Regions from separate parts of the Sus scrofa genome. Here region 1 is linked to region 2. A link is a contact called in public Hi-C data. All regions are on one chromosome and are shown on one strand. Each heading gives the region's core, a stretch centred on a gene start, on an enhancer-like site or on the middle of the called end of the contact. The rest is flanking DNA. Distances are from core to core; before and after follow the strand shown. Region 1 holds the start of HCN1 (potassium/sodium hyperpolarization-activated cyclic nucleotide-gated channel 1). Region 2 holds the start of MRPS30 (39S ribosomal protein S30, mitochondrial).

Region 1 (4,888 bases), core at 1,130-3,629, 700 kb before region 2:
GAAAATGGCATATACCTGCAACAACCAATGAATGATTTGTGACCCTATTTAAACATTTTTTGTTCTACTTTGAAAACTTGTTTTTCAGTAATTCTGTCATACTAATTTAGTACAGACATTAAAACTGAGAAAATTTTTGATAAAAATAACTGCCTGGTCATGATTAAGATTAAGTTGAAAAAGAACAAATAGAAGGATTGGCTTGAAGAAAAGAGAAAGTGACTTAAACTCAGCATAACATTTTAGATGGTATATTTTTAAATTATTATAAAATTTATGTTAAAATATACATTGTCACACGCATGCCTGAAAATAGAGAAATTGGAGAAGCCTGCAGGATGGAGAAAAGTAGGGAACATCTTTAGCCTAATAAAGAGAAGCTGCCTGAGTAATCAGGCCTTTCTTGGGAAGAACTGTGCTTTAGGCAGTGCTGGTCTTATCCATTCCTTTGGCTCCCTTCTTCCCTCAGCACCTGGTATCCTCACCTGACCTCTTGAATTCCCAAAGTCCCTACTTTGCGAGATCGGAACACTACATTTTTCCTGTTTTCCCTATTGCTTAGCATTGAAATTTGGCCACCTATATGTATTTCTTAGGGTTCTGGTTTTTGATTAGTTGAAAACAGATGGTGTCTGAGTCAGGGTGGAGCTCACTGAACAAGGAGATTTCTCACAGACTATGGAAGCAGAATGGGAAGGGGAATCTTACAGAAGTGGAGCACAGCTAGGCCTAAGGGCGTCTCATTTCTGCTTCTCTCTTCTTTTTTCTCTGTTCTCTGCTTCCTCTCTCAGCTTCCATTAACCCCTCAGGAGGGCTTCTGGTTGTCTTCCACTGCTTTTATCCCTGCCTCTCCTATTGTTAATTGGCTTCATCCCCATTCAGCTGTTCAGGAAACACCTTGATTGGCCCCTCTCATTTTCTCATCTAGGCCATTGTCACCAGCTTCTGGTAGATTCCCTCCCTGAAGTGCCCACTCCTCTCCCCCTAAAACGTGACTGTCCCCAGCAGAACCCATAAGATCAGGGACTCTTGGCAGGGCAGGGATTCCTTTAAAGAGGCTGTCAGCAGGAAGGCAATGTTTGTATCTTGAACAGATGTTTGGGGACATTTGGGAGCCATGAAGCTCCTCTGATTTTGGGGCTGCCCTGCTGAGTGACTGGTGAGTTTGGCAGTACGTCTTGCTTTCTTTAGCAAATCTAGTGGGTCTGGAAGACACCGAGGGAATATGAGGAATCTCAGAATGCTTTCTTCAGCATCAGCAGCATGCTGTTAGTGTCACTTGAGAATACTCTCCCCCATCTGAAGTGGTGATTACATTCTGCCTAGATTCCAAGACATCGTGGCTACTCAGTGAAGTGCAGGTGAACACTGACCACCACGCATGCCTCTTGGCATGTTTTATTGATTACATAACGTGAAAAGTTAGGTCAGTTCTGGTGAGGTTTTCTTAACACACTTTTCTCTCAATATTGGCCGCTGGAAACCTGCTCGCACGTGTTTTGATGTGAGTGGCCTTGGAAGGAAGAAATCTCATCCTCTGCTTAAGAAGCTCCGAGAGAATAAACAAGGATAAGCGTAAGGAGGTCAGCTGTGTGTCCCTAGGTACAGAGCTTCATCTGAAAAGCCCAAGGCAGCTGATTACCCTGGGTTACACAGAACCTAGTCTCTTTCCCTGTCTGCTATTCTCCATCAAGCACTCACGTGAGCACACACACACACACACACACCCCACAGTTCCTTTCTACTCATGAAATTTATCATCTATAGTCAAATCTTTCTTATGTACATCTAACTTTATGCTGCATTTTCTGCATCCAGAGCCAGTCTCTCCACCTTTCCCAGTGTGTATGTAACATCATTCAAACAGGCGTTCAGACAATGTGACAAGGTCTCAACGAGTTCAAGCATGTTTCTTTTGGACGGACATACATCCGCTAATTCAGTCTTTGTCTCTACCTCTCTCTCCTTTTTCGTGCAAACATATACTGAGTCGTTCACAGTATGTGCAAATAAATATCTCCGAGGGCTCCTGAGTTCAATGTCACACTGGGCAGAAGTGGAGCAAGAGTGGAGGGAGAGCGTGCCTTGTGCGGGCGGGGAGAGTCCCTTTCCGGCCAGCAGAGGGCAGCCGAGGGGAGGCGCTGGCGCGCGAGGGCTGAGCGGAGCCTTGCCTCGCTCCGGCAGCCTCAGCCTCAGCACCAGCCGCGCCGGAGCCGGGAGCGCAGCCACTGAGGGCAGCGGCGGCGGCGGGAGCGAGGCGCGCAGCGAGCAGCGGCGCGGGCGGGAAGCAGAAGCCGCCGCCGCCGCCGCCGCCGCCGCGACGGGCAGCCGGGCTCGGCGGCCGCCGGCTCGGGCCCCTGCCCCCTCCGCTTCGTGTCCCCGGCGCCGGGCCGCCGGCGAGTCTGGAGCCCGCGCCGTCGCCGGCCGCGTCCTCCGGGCATGGAAGGAGGCGGCAAGCCCAACTCCTCGTCCAACAACCGGGACGATGGCAACAGCGTCTTCCCCGCCAAGGCGCCCGCGACGGGCGCGGGGCCGGCAGCGGCCGAGAAGCGCCTGGGCACCCCGCCGGGGGGCGGCGGGCCCGGCGCGAAGGAGCACGGCAACTCCGTGTGCTTCAAGGTGGACGGCGGCGGCGGCGGTGGCGGCGAGGAGCCGGCCGGGGGCTTCGAGGACACGGAGGGGCCCCGGCGGCAGTACGGCTTCATGCAGCGGCAGTTCACCTCTATGCTGCAGCCTGGGGTCAACAAATTCTCCCTCCGCATGTTTGGGAGCCAGAAGGCGGTGGAGAAGGAGCAGGAAAGGGTTAAAACTGCAGGCTTCTGGATTATCCACCCTTACAGCGATTTCAGGTGAGGACTCCCTGTCGCCGCCCCACCCTCCCTTTCCGGCGCGCCTTCAAACGCGCTACCCGGCTCTTGGGAGGGGGCGCTCGGGGGACTCGCGGGGAGGGCCGCCGGGCGGGCGGCGCTGCCAGAGGCTCCTACTCTGGCGGCAGCTTGACTCTTCTACAACTAATTTCCACCCGCGCGGTTAGGAATGAGGGTTGGCTCATTTGTTCCTGTTGCCCGGGAACCGCGAAAAGGTTCTTCTCCTTTGTCTCGGAAACTTTGGGGCCAGATTGGGGAAGAAGGCCGCGGTGACCGCGGGATTGGAGGATGCTAGGGTCTGCAGGAAAACTTTCACTTCGGAGATAAGAGTGTTAGAAAGTGGCCAGAAAGTCGGCTTGGGGGTGCCACTCTCCCTCGCGCTGCTCCCCCAAGAAGTGGGTCCCTCCCAAAAGGGAAAAGGTGCTTCTGAGTTTGAGGAGAGGACCTGAGACAGTGACTCACAGATGCGAGTCTTTCCAGTCTTTTCGGCCCTAGGGAGTGTTAATCTGCTTCTCATCTGCTTATGGGCACTGAGTATCCTCAAAGCATTTCTTCGGTATAGTAGCTGGCAGGCTGAAGAACGGTAATTTGCGCTTGGATAGTCCCTGACTTGAGATTTCGGTAGAGCTGGTGATGCCAGGTGGGGTAGGAGCGTGACAGGAAGCCTTGAGTTCCTGAGACGGAGACAGGGGGCGTTTCTAGAGCCCCCTTCCTGAAACAGAGGGTCAGACACCCTTTCTTGACCTTGGCTGCTCGTCTATTTCAGAAATCTCTTTCCCGTTTCCCAGATAGGGAACAAGGGCAGGAGAGCTGAAAGCTGTCAGGAAAACTGCTTTGGCCAATTAAAATTAAGACGTTCCCTGATCTTATTTGTCTCCCAAGTATTCATTCGGCTATAAGCATGTTTAGAGATTATGAAATGAAGGTCGTGAAGTAGATCCTCTTATTAGTGTGCGAGCACCCTGCGGTCACGTTATATTAGCACCTGAATAAGGTTGGGCTTTTAATAAAAAACAAAACAAAACAAAACAAAAAAAACAAAACCTCAGGGTGTCATCTATCCATTTATTTAACTGAACTCCTTTGAAAAAGAGTCAACAAAAAGAGTATATGCAAACTGAGCGTTTTAATAGGTGGCTGTTTAACAGCAAACAAATATAGCCATAAAAAGCAGACTTTTGATATATTTAGAAACTAAGGAAGGAACGGTGCCTTCAACTCCTTGCCTTAATGGGAGCTGTCCATAGTTCTGAATGACATTAGCTGTGGAAAACCCATACCCCCTGCCACACAAAGCCTTGGAGCAACTGTCTTCACCTTCTCTGAGGGACACACACACACACACACACATTCTCAGAAATACATAGCCTCTATTACTTATGCATACAGTGAATGGATTTTAGGACATGTATAATTTTAAGGTGCTTCTTTTCAAAAACTCATAGCAAAGTCCAAAGGAGAACTTACAAAGCCTAACATTGATAGTCTGTGGATAATTAAGAGTTTGACTGAAAGAATGTGTGTGTAAAAAGGATCTGCTAAATAATTGAACATATTTCCTCTCTTAGAAAGATACTGTAGAAGCAAACTTACAAATGACATTTTCTAAGGTATATAAGATTGTCAAGTTTTTAGAATTTTAAAAGTTGAAATCAAATATAGACTCTCTACCTTAGTCTTCAGTGGCAATATATCGCAACTCATATTACATTGTCTTTCATGGGAAAAAACAAAAACAAACAAAAAAAACTCACTCCTTACTGGAAATAGCCTTTGATCTTAATAACAAAAGTAAGCATGGTCTTTCCAGAAATATATGTGGTTCAGTATTTACATACAAATAAAATGCTAAATTTTTTATTTAATTTCACACTCAGTCGTTGCTTAATGATACTGTTATTTCTTGAACAATGTAAAAAGAGACAATACTTTTTCAATATGGTGGCATATATCAAATAATTAAACTTTCATTGCTAACCAGTTAGAAACATGGGGTCACCTTTTAAGAATTGGAATAGTGT
Region 2 (5,563 bases), core at 1,745-4,244:
TTTTAAAGTAGAAAAAAGTAAAAGTTTAAAGTGAGCTGAGAGAATATTTTCTTTCCAATTTTCATGCATATTTCAAACTAAGATTATGAATTATATTGCTCATGGACTATATGAATCTCTGGTCATCAAGAATTTATTATGCAAATCTGCACAGCACACTTTGAGCATATTTATTAAAAGAAAAACTTACCGATAAATATGGTATTTTCATATTGCCGTTTGAATAATGGAAGTTTGTCTGGCTTACAACTCATAACAGGGACTTCTATAGGTATAGAATAATCCAGTGGCACAAACTTAAAAGGAAAAGTCATGAGTGAATGCACAGCAACACCAATATATATTTTATTCACATTCCTAATTTTAAAATCTTAAAAATGAAATGTTACAAAATGATTTGATAACACTACCATCTAATGATGGGCCAAATCCAGCCAGACACCTGTTTCTTCCAAATGAAATTTTATCCAATGATTACTTTTACAAGAACTGAAAATGCAACAAAGACTTAAGGCCCTTAAAGCCTAAAATATTTACTATTTGGACCTTGCAGAACAAATGTGTTAACCTCTGACATGTCAACCTCTGCCAACACTCAAAATACTCTTGTTTTCTCCAAAAGAAATGTACATGCATAAAACGATTAGCTCATACCTGTAAAAATGTCTTGATTTAAAATTAGGAAGGGTAGCCTACTGTGAATTACAATCATAAATTATTATCGGTATTTCGATATGAAAGAGCTCTATCCAAACTTTTTATCCTACCTAGCCCATCACCTAGCCTGCTACGACACTTCCTCATCAACTGTCAACAAATACACATGGAAAAAATCCTTACCTCAGGGAGTTGTCTGGATATTCGAATCTGGTTGTGCGGTTTATCATTTATTTGGTATCGCAAAGCATCAACTCGACCCTTCCGATGACCACGAGGAATAATTTCTTCACCACGCAACCAGAAAAAGTGAACTGGGCGTTTACAATCTATCAACAGATAGTCAAAAAAAAACTCTTATCTGATAACTTAGATAAATCTAGTTATTATTAGAATACCAAACTCACCAATACAGAACTGATGAATGATTGTGCTAATTGAAAATAGCTCGAAAATTGCTCTTTGATGTAAGATAAAGAGTCTGAATTATGTGATATTTTAACTTACATGATCATGACAAATATAACCCTCAAAACCTTGTCTACTTGTGCCACACTGTACTGTAGCCAAAGAGGTTTCTCAGTTAAGAATAATCATAAAATAAGACCAACAGCAATATCACTCACCAGAAATAAAAAGTTTACTAGGAGTCAGAGCTGTCTTATGAATTACTAGATGAATCTTCACAATTATCCTCAAAGGTAGGTATACTGTTATAATCTCCATTTTATAGAAGAGAAACCTGGGTCTTGACAGGGTTAAGCCAATTTTCCTTGGCCATCAATTATAAGTAATCAAAGACTGATTCTTCCCTCAAGATCACTTCCCAACTGAGAAGTAACAAGAGCAAGACTCAATTGAGCACACACCTACAGTCAGAGTAACATTAATTCAATGGATATTTATTAAGATACCTACTGGGTTGTAGATACAAAATGATGAACACGTCAGAAACAACTGATTTTTGAAACTGTCTATCCACTAATTATTTTTCATACTGAAGTAGCTGATTGTTTACTGGGAACCCAGAATGGTTGGGTTTGAAGCCTGTCCTCCAAATCTACCGCTACAGGCTTTTTGGCTAGATAACAGTTTAGGTTTCTGTGCCTTGGGTCAATTTTAAGGGTTAAAATTGGCACGTATGAAATTTAGAACAGGGCCAGACACAAAGTAAGTACTGAATATACGGTAAGTATTTTAATCAACAGTACCTTTAATCTTCACACTTCTATGACCAAGTAGTACTAATATATTCTCATTTAGAAAATGAGAAAAACTAGGCCAAACAGGCTAATAAGATCAGTTTAACCTTTTGGTGTAAGAGCTAAAAAGCAACCCCAGGTTTGTCCTGCTCCCTAGGCGCCCCTTCTCTTAACCAACACTACTCTTCCATTTGGCTGGATCTTCACAAAGCAGAGTCCTGGAGACTTCCGGCTACTCGGTCTAGGGTTGTACAGTTACTAGGTGGCAGCACAGACAGGAGAACCCAGTTTCTGGACGCAGGCCCCAGCCAGGAGCGAAAGGACTGGGGAAAAAACTAACCAAGCAGAGAGAAAGAAATAAAGAGCAAAATTGGGGCAGAGATGTCCTCTACCATCCCCACCTCCCTCGCCTGGGGTGGAGGGCTCAAGACTTACCCAGGGCGGCGGCAGCCAGGACCGGGTTGTGCACGCTGAGCAGGCCCGTGAGAGAGGCTACCAATTGGTCCAGGAAGGGCGAAGCGATGGCCTCACGGTCCTGGATGACAGGCGCGCGCTTCTTGCGCCTCAGGAAGAAATGCTCCTGCAGGAGGCAGTCACAAACGGCCTCGCGCAGAGCCGTTATGTCCAGGGTGGGCTCTGGCTCCAGCTTGGCGGGCGTTGGCGGCAGGCCCGACAGGAACACTGTCTTGGTGAAGCTCTGGTACCAGTTATCGGCGTTCAGGGCGAAGGTCTGCGGATAAACTACGTACTTCATGAACTGCATCTTGGTGAGGATTCGCAGCTTCTCGTCCACTGACTTGGCCGCGTGCACTGTCGCCTGCCATTGCTCCACTCGCCGCTGCCGTGCCGCCTTGCTTTTGGCCGTCAGGGAGGCTACGATAGGCGGGTAGCGCGCGACTGGGGTTGCCGGGACATCTGGGCCGGTCACTTCTGGAGCTGTAACGGCGGCCTTGGCCGCGGTGTGCAGTGACAGCCCAGCACCTCGGAGCGGGAACCTCCAGCACCTGGCCGCCGCCATCTTTACCCAGCATTCCGGGCCCAGAGGTCAACGTCAGCAATTGTTCCTGCCCTCTTGCCGTAAGGACCAATCGGAAAGCAGAATCTGAGTCGGGCTTGGAGAGGCCTATGCTCAGTGGTCTTGAGAAACCTTTCGTCATCCACGTCTTAGCCAATCAGATCGCTTATGCATATCGTGACCCAAAGAGTTTGCATTGAAAGGAAGAACCCCTGCGCCAATAGGTTTTCTGCGGATGTGGCGGGGAGGCGTGAAACTTTTAAACGGTAGGTGCTGCCATCTATGTTGCATTTAGGATTAGAGCAACCTTTTTGCTGGAAAACCTGTGGGAGTATTTTGCGCCTAAACCTCTAGCCCTTGGCTAAATTTACAGGTTTCGTTTATGGATATCACATTACTTTTCTGTTTTGGTTCTTGGGGTTGAGAACTGTTTTTGAAAATGCTGTTTTAACATTTGTTTGATGCTTGGTTATTTTTTAAATGATGGAAGCATCACTCATGATGACTAGTGCTAATGTAGGGGGAAATAATTCCGTATGTATCTCTGTGCTAATTGATTTACAAAAAGAGAAGTATACTGTTACTTGGATTTAACTGAAAACAGGGAATAAGTTTAAAACGATTAAAAAATTGAGTTTAAAATTTTGCTCTGTGTTAAAACCAATTATTTCACCATGAATTGATTACTGCTAATGTGTGAGCTCTTTGAAGTAGGGACTCTTTTCTTTTTGTTTCCTCAGCGGCAAATTAACCTGTGCATTGTAGGTACTTACTAAATATCTGCTGAAAAAGTCATCTAAATCACTAAAAATATAAGCTCATTTCAGGTAATGTAATTTGTTGACTCACGTTCCTATTATAATTAGGGGCTGGAATATTATTTGGACTTACTGCAAAAAATAATAATTCTTGAGGATATTGAAAACCAGACATTATTGCTAAAAGGAAGTTATAACATGCATTTCTTTAAGTTATAACTGATATACAATTTATAAAATTGCAAGGATATTAAACTGACATTTAGAAATAATACCACAGATTCCTTACTTTTTGAGCAAGTCTCAAAGGAAGTGAGGAGTAAATCATGACGATACTGAGGAAAGTGAATTCTGACAGATGGTGAAGAGGCCCTGCGATGGGAACATGCCTGGTGGATTCAAGAACAAGAAAAGAGGCAGGTGTAGTTGAAGGAAGTGATAGATGGAGAGAGTAACAGGAAATGGGATTAAGCCAGAATGTTTAGTTTCCTAGACACAATTGCTAGGACTGCTAGAACTCTTAACTAATACACAAAAGAATGAGAAGCCATTGGAGAGTTCTACTCAGAAGGCTGTCACAGTGTTACTTAGGTTTTTAAAAGAATTACTCTACGTATCAGGCAGTTTAGACTGACTATATCATAGACTGGGTAGTTTAAACCACAAGAATTTATTTTCTCATTGTTCTAAATGCTAAAAGTCCAAGATGAGGGTGCCAGCTGATTGGGTTCTGATGAAAGCTTTCTTCCTGGCTCAAAGATGGCTGCCTACTTGCTGTGGCCTCATGTAAGGATGACTAACCTCTTCCATGTCTCAGGAGAGAAGCCTAGTGGATTAGTGCCCTATCCTTATGAGAGTATTTAACCTTAATTACTTCTGTATATAAAGGCTCTATCTCTTGATACAGTCACATTGGAGGTTAGAGCTTAAACATATGAATATTAGACTGATGCACTACCTACTGAGCTAATGAGGTGCCTAAACATATGAATTTTAGAAGGACGCAATTCAGTCCATAGCATTCTGGCTGATTTGGAAATAGACTGCAGAGGGTCTGATTTTGAAGCAGTGAAACTAATTTGAAGACAATTTGTCATATTTGAGGCAAAAGCTCATTGTGGCTTGAAGAGACAATAGCAGCGAGGATGGTGTGAGTGATCATAGATCCTGAATTGAATGTAGGCTTGAGAGAGTAGCCAAAATTTGGCACCTGAGCAGTGGAAGGAGAGAAGAAGGCTGAGGGACCAGAGATGCATTATTTCTTTAATCTCTCATCTTTGTTTGGAAGGGGAAAGGGCAATAAGGGAATGTGTTAAGACTGGGGAAGAATATAGGAGAATTTGTAAAAGATGTATTTATTTGATTGACATTCTCTTAGAAAAAAATAGAAATTAAGATCTTCACTATTAAGGTTCCCACTGGCCTTAGATTAAAGTGTTATGGTCAAAGACCATGGCATTCTCCAATGGCTTTTTGAAACCTCTCTACTTCATTCAATGAATATTTACTAAGTAACTATTATGTACCAGTACTGTTTTAGGTACATAGGCTACAGCAGTGAAATACAGACCTTCATAGAGCTTACATGTTAGTGGATGAAATCTAAACAAATTTGTCAAATACACACATTCTATGCTAGATGTTGATAGGAGCCAAGAAGAAACATAAAGAAGGGAAGAAGACTTTATTGGACTTTTGGGTTGAGTAGAGAAGGCTTCCCTGAGAACGTGATACTTAACATCTGAAGGAGATGAAAGATAGAGTCTTATGGCTATTTGGGGGGAAAACATTCAAACTAGGGCAAAGGTCACAGTGTATCTGGAAAGTGGGAAGAACAGCAAGGAAGCCAGTTGGCTAAAGAACACTCCCCTTTTGCCAGAGATAACCAATATCTGATTCAGAAATAGGTTCTGATGAGTTGGGTAATATTT

Evidence for each region. A called contact is a pair of places that touch in the nucleus more often than the background predicts.
Region 1: a Hi-C map of embryonic fibroblasts shows a contact between it and region 2, with 2.8 times the contacts expected there. The contact joins the promoter of HCN1 here to the promoter of MRPS30 in region 2. A contact is called at or near these places in 3 of 47 Hi-C or Micro-C datasets (brain, embryonic fibroblasts and epiblast stem cells).

Annotation. Positions count from the first base shown.
Region 1 is chr16:29,806,346-29,811,233 of Sscrofa11.1, reverse strand. It overlaps HCN1 (potassium/sodium hyperpolarization-activated cyclic nucleotide-gated channel 1), which reads left to right and starts at 2,379. Exons shown (of 8, transcript XM_021077110.1): 1 at 2,379-2,849. The coding sequence starts at 2,440.
Region 2 is chr16:29,109,302-29,114,864 of Sscrofa11.1, reverse strand. It overlaps MRPS30 (39S ribosomal protein S30, mitochondrial), which reads right to left and starts at 2,994. Exons shown (of 8, transcript XR_002339735.1): 1 at 2,295-2,994; 2 at 841-986; 3 at 191-296. LOC102160325 (a long non-coding RNA gene) reads left to right here and starts at 3,031. Exons shown (of 3, transcript XR_002339739.1): 1 at 3,031-3,140.